2 separate regions of the Xenopus laevis genome follow, and region 1 is linked to region 2. A link is a contact called in public Hi-C data. All regions are on one chromosome and are shown on one strand. Each heading gives the region's core, a stretch centred on a gene start, on an enhancer-like site or on the middle of the called end of the contact. The rest is flanking DNA. Distances are from core to core; before and after follow the strand shown. Region 1 has its middle 32 kb from the start of LOC121403048. Region 2 has its middle 62 kb from the start of ptch2.L.

Region 1 (2,826 bases), core at 252-2,751, 49 kb before region 2:
GGCAGCAAACTGGAAAATGAGGTTCAATGTTGATAAATGCAAAGTTATGCACTTTGGGAAAAATAATATAAATGCAAGTTAAACACTGAGGGGTCCGTTTACTAAAGTGCGGTAAATCTGACTTTAAGTTTCCGCATGTTATCGCTGAGAATATTTTTACGCCAGAATATTCGCAGCGACTAAGTTTACTAAACAGCGATGCGCTCAGAAGTCATTGTGATCACTTGCGGTAACTACGTTAAGGAACCAGCTTACGTTAGCGGTAATTTTAGCGAGTTGCGAATTTTCTGGCGAAAAATTACGTTTTTGCGAATATTTATGCTATAAAATAGTCTTGTTTTATGGCGGTTATTATGGCAATTTTTACTGTGACATTTATGGCCAGAAATGCATCTTCAAAACTTATAAACTTTATTGACTGATGATTATACCATCCAACAACATCACCAGAGTAACACCAATCAAACATTTATGCATCATATAAACTCTTCTGCCAATAGAATCATAGGAAATGATACCAGTCAATCTCTTTGCTTCATAGAAATGCACAGTTTAATGTAGCCAATCCCAATGAAACCAAAGTGTAGAGGCTGACGAATCCTTGGACTGTGATGCCACTGCCAATAATACGCCTCTGAGCTGAAACTGCTGCTGTTGTACCAGATAGAAGCAGAAGCCAAAACATCCTGTCAGCAATAGCTACAGATCTCCCTCCTGTCAGCAAAGAATGATGGGTAAAAAAAAAACATTATTATGGGATATTTCCTGCCCCTTGAGAATTTTCTGGCGGAAAAAATACTTTTACGCCACTTCATATGTGGCGGTAAAAGTTTGCGAATATTCTGGCGTTAATTTTGTCTTTAGCACATTTCGCTGTTTAGTAAACCATGCGTTAATGTGTACGTAGCGTTATTTTCAGCAAATGCGATAACTGGCGAACAATTATTCTTGCGCAAGAAAATTCGCAAATTTATATTTACCGCAGGTTAGTAAACTGGCGATAACATATTTGGCGAAAATTCTGTCTATATATTGTGCGAATATTTTTAACGCACTTTAGTAAACGGACCCCTAAATGGCAGTGTGTTGGGAGTTTCCTTAAATGAGAAGGATCTAGGGGTCTTTGTAGATAACAATCATCTTTCTATACAGGACCTCTACTATTTATAGTCCAGTCTCATATTCAAATCAATACACGGTTGCTATGGGCACTAGCAACCAGATTGCTGAAAGGCCAGACTGGAGAGCTGCTGAATAAATAGCTAAATAACTCAAAAACTATAAAAAAAAATGTATATCAATTACAAATTGTCTCAGACAAAAAGTTAACTCATAGATGAATAACCAGCTGTTATAATTGCTACAATAGTTGTCAATATTCCATAGATACTGTTAGATGCAAATGGTAAAAGTTAAGTGTCTGCACCTGGACAGCTTTGGACTTGGGGCCCCCAAGCCCTCACCCAAGATGCAAAGCGCCCTCTGGCCTCCCTCCCTGAGCCACAACATCCCCCCAGCCCCCCACACTTACCTTTTTCACCGTGCCGGGGGCAAGCTTCCGAGCAAGGACTGGGACTGGGCCTATGAGGGCCGGGGTCCACCGGGGTCCCTCTGCTTATGCACAGCAAGGCTGGGAAGATTTTCATTTATGAACCCACTTTTAACTTTTACTGAAGATATGACAATAAAGGAGATGAAGATGGGATGCATTATCACTGATTCCTTAATTTTCTCTCCACAATAAAAATCTCATAAAGGCTATGGGAATCATGAAGTTCCTGGATACAAGCGGGCAAGAATGTTTATCAGTGCAGAACAGTGTGTGCATGTCAAACAAAACCAGGACTTAGGTCTTAGGCTCACTGTTCGTTGGATATCACCTTGTAATGTGACATTGAAAGTATAGTACTGTAGAGATGTGAGTATATACTTTTCCTTGTAATGTGGCAGGCCTTACCTACGTATGTGTACTATGTGGGATAAACAGGCAGTCTGAAGGGTGCAGTCAGGCAGAAAAAAAGAATTGAATCACTGGCAGCCACTTTGAAAAGAGGTTATATATGTCTGCTATTTGTTCTGTTGCAATCGTTTCTGTATTTATTGCAGCCTTCTCCTAGTAACAGCGAAAGAAAGCATATGCTATTAACCATTTAAGTCCCTGAAGGTCACAAAATGTTTTGACTAGACAGCATGGATATTTAGGTGTGTTCAGTTAACAAACTGATAAATCCTAAAAACTAAAACAAACAAACTGATAAATCCTAAAATAAAAATAAAACACAATGAACCTGAAAATGTACATTACAGGCCACAGCACACGCAAACATTCACAAACTACACTTACTAGATAAAGGCACCTCCCCTCTACAATGGGTTCAGACAGCAGCAAGGAAATCCAATTCAGTTCCTATACCTTGTAATCCTCATCAATGAAATACACAACTCCAGCATGTCAATACCATAATCAAACATTCCTTGTCAGTAGCCAATACCACAGCACGTACAATCTCTAATTCCAATGCTTACTCACAATAAGCCTAATTTAAGGCATACCTCCCAACATTGTTGCAGTGCAGCAAATTTTATTGACCACACCCATTTTTTGGCCACACCCTCTAATTACCATGTTCATTTTACAAAATTTGGCAGGTTATGAATGTTTAAACATATTTCCGTTTTTTTCCAGTTACTGCAGTTTTGCTAATAAAGGTGAGTTGCCCTTTAAGTTGTGAGTCTGACTTGTTATCATATATTGTTACAATTACTTATTTGCTTATCTCAAAATTGTTACAAAAGTATCTTATCTGCAGCTGTGGCTGTTCTGGG
Region 2 (3,085 bases), core at 71-2,570:
TCACAAAGAAGTGTTTCTGTAACACTATAAGAAGCAAAAGGAAAGAATGAAAACAACACTAAAAATTGTATTCTGTTTGTGAATTCCCATCCCTACTTTATATATTTTTCATTAGCTTTCGTATTTTGGCGAGTTTGAAATAATCGCTCTCCTTTCAACTCTCTTCAATCAATGGTTTATTCTTTAAAGTGAAACAATACTAGCAATTTTATTTTCTAATGACTTTAAAGGGTTCAAAATTGAATTTAGAAAATTAGACACCGTCTTTAGGAAACAAAGTCGAAAAATGCTAAATTTTTACAAAATAAATTCGAATTTTATTAAACACAGCTCACAATAACACATTTTACCATTGATTGCTTACCATTAGTCTTTACCATTATATCATCTTTTATGTAGAAATTGCCAATGCATGTCACAGAGATCGTTAGACATCAGTCTCTATCAATTAGAGCTTACAGTTTAAGGTCCCTACCTGGGCCAGTGCACCTGTATATATTTTCCTGTCGTGTTGAAGGAAACCCTCACATACACAGGGACAACATACATACTCCTTAAAGAATGTGCACTGGTCAGTATTGAACTTAGAACCCCAGCAGCTGTTCTCTCCAATAAGCCACAATGCCTTTCAATGTAAGAGAGAGAAACATTGCCTATAGCAGAAACAGAAAAGAAAATTGCTCTATTTTTAAGTTGTTTGCACTTTTTATACACATTCTCTTTTGGGTTATATTGTTGTTGCAAATAGTATCTGCTTCCTTTTTCGTCCTATTCCTATTGCAGTATAGAACAGTTGCTGCTGCCGTGGCATGTAAAAAAAACAAAAACAATTGACTGCAGATAACTGAACTTGTCCTGCCGGTTGGGGCTTCTTCAAGCTATCAGGTTTAGGTGGGCTTATAATTTATTACAGTATATCTAGCCTTGAGGGACTGAACATTTGCTTGTTTTTCTTCTGCAAATTAGAAATAGTCAGTCCAGTTTTGTAGGACTTATCATAAATTTGCAACCATATAAATCAGCAATAGTTTTTTAATTTGTTGCTTTAAATGCTGTGAGTCAAGGTTGTAAAGTGTACAGATGGCTTAAAACTGCAACCCCTCCCCCACTTATTTTTTGTTACCTCTCAGTTTAACCTTTTAATTTGTTTTTTTCCTTGTGCATTTCTGCTTTACTTTGCACCACCATGTAATAACCACCATTCTATAAAATGCAACCCTTGTCACCGTCTCTTTTCCTAATCCAGGAAGTTCCCATGTGCTTTTGGGCTTGTTCATTAATAAGCAGACCAACTATCCCACGGTTGTATTCTCTGCCTCACACTGCCCCCTGCTTCATTCTCATATGGCTTCTGGAATGCAAGATCTGTCTGCTCTCCAGCCTGTATATCTCCCACTGAGGCATTGCTAACTGCTTCAAACTCTGTGATCCCCTGCTGCGCTCTCCTTTGGTGACCACTACATTTCTTGTATCCTTGGATTTGGTATCACAGGCTGTGGTGCCCCCCCTGACATTTTTCAAAAACCCCAACAATTCATCTTTATTTATTTCTTACAGCTTATACTCATGTGTGTTTTCTTAAGGCAACATATGCGTTAATTAGTCCCCATTCAACCCTGTGGTCTATAAGAATAGACCCCTGACTTCTTCATAGGTCTCCTAGTTCAATAAACAGGTTTTGCCCTATGATAGAACACATTGGAATGTATCTCACAGTGACTGCCTGTTGGTGCAGACACCTAGTCCACCAGTCTTCTGTTCCACAAAAGGGTGCTGCTTCCTGACTATGTTCTGTCATTAACCCGTTCAATGAGAAAACCCACATCTACAACCCACATCCACCTGTGGCTGCTAAGGCCCATAGCAAAATCGACACAGCCTCCCCCAAACCTTCTAGAAAATATCCTATTATATATACATATCCTTAAATTCCAAACCATTTAAGACTCTAATGGGTCCTGTGCTAGTTCTGTTACTACTTTTTCTAACCAACTAAAACCATTATATCAGTTTAATATGGCCTTATGGCCAGGGTTGGACTGGGACACCAAGAAAAACCATTCCCTGACTTCCCCTCCTGGCCCCGATTGCCTCGTATCTTGTAGGAAAAAATGTTGGTATGGGGTTGCGAACTTGCGCCTGGGGTGTGGGTGGCAGAGGGGATGTCTGTCTATGGCGGTGTAGCAGTCATTCACTTGTGCAGAATGTGTATGATGCTGGCAGTTATGGGCAGATTTCAGTCAGAAAAGTGCATTTCATTGTTTTTGTGGCAAAATACATTGAAGTACAGACTGACAGATTGCACAGACGTTCTCTGTCGGTTGAAAAACACAGGAAGAGAATACTTCCTCTTTTCTACAAGCCTAAATATAGAATGATGAATACTCAAAGTTATCTCTACTTCTCTTTATCTATAAAGAGAAATGATATAAGCCCATTCCTGGCAGATGGATAATGTATCAATGGAGTTTGAGCTTTTTCCCTAATAAATATACATAAATATATACATATGAAGACCTTGGATAAGAGATAATCTGGAGAATATTAGTAGCACAAGTGAGGATCAAGTTAAATATATGATCTCCTTGTTTTTCACAGACTCTTTTGTCTCTAGATAAACCGTGATTGTGATCTTATCTGAACCGTTGTATGACATAAATTTCTAAGGGATTAATAGCCATTTTAAAAAGATAAAACACAAATATGTTATCAGGTGTTCAAATAGAAACTAAATATATTTCTACCATGCACACAGATATCTTTGAGACTCCCAGGAGATAATGGAAAAGTTAATCAGTAGGAACAAACAGCAGCACACCCAAGACCTTGAGCTCCCTGTGACGGTCTCATGCTACCCTGCCAACCATTTCCCCAGAAACTATGTGACACTAGAGCAGCTTTGTGCCAGCCACAGTCAGTATATAATCATAACAAGGACTACTTGACTTTTAATGGAGCAAAATTAATGATTACAGGAAATCTAATACTAAGCTCTTAGACAGCACACATATTTAAAAAGCTAGACAGATAAATTTATATGTATATACATTTTTTTATAGTGACTGGTCAGATATCAGCTATGTAA

Evidence for each region. A called contact is a pair of places that touch in the nucleus more often than the background predicts.
Region 1: a contact with region 2 is called in a Hi-C map of the XL177 cell line, with 3 times the contacts expected there. The contact joins two enhancer-like sites. A contact is called at or near these places in 2 of 4 Hi-C or Micro-C datasets (the XL177 cell line and the XTC cell line).

The regions. Positions count from the first base shown.
Region 1 is chr4L:85,822,101-85,824,926 of Xenopus_laevis_v10.1, reverse strand. No RefSeq gene overlaps it. Among protein-coding and RNA genes, the nearest start is that of LOC121403048, 32 kb to the left of the region's middle. Within about 2 kb of position 1,501, at least 1 of the 7 cell types and tissues checked has an H3K27ac peak or open chromatin away from gene starts, as enhancers often do.
Region 2 is chr4L:85,772,341-85,775,425 of Xenopus_laevis_v10.1, reverse strand. No RefSeq gene overlaps it. Among protein-coding and RNA genes, the nearest start is that of ptch2.L, 62 kb to the right of the region's middle. Within about 2 kb of position 1,320, at least 1 of the 7 cell types and tissues checked has an H3K27ac peak or open chromatin away from gene starts, as enhancers often do.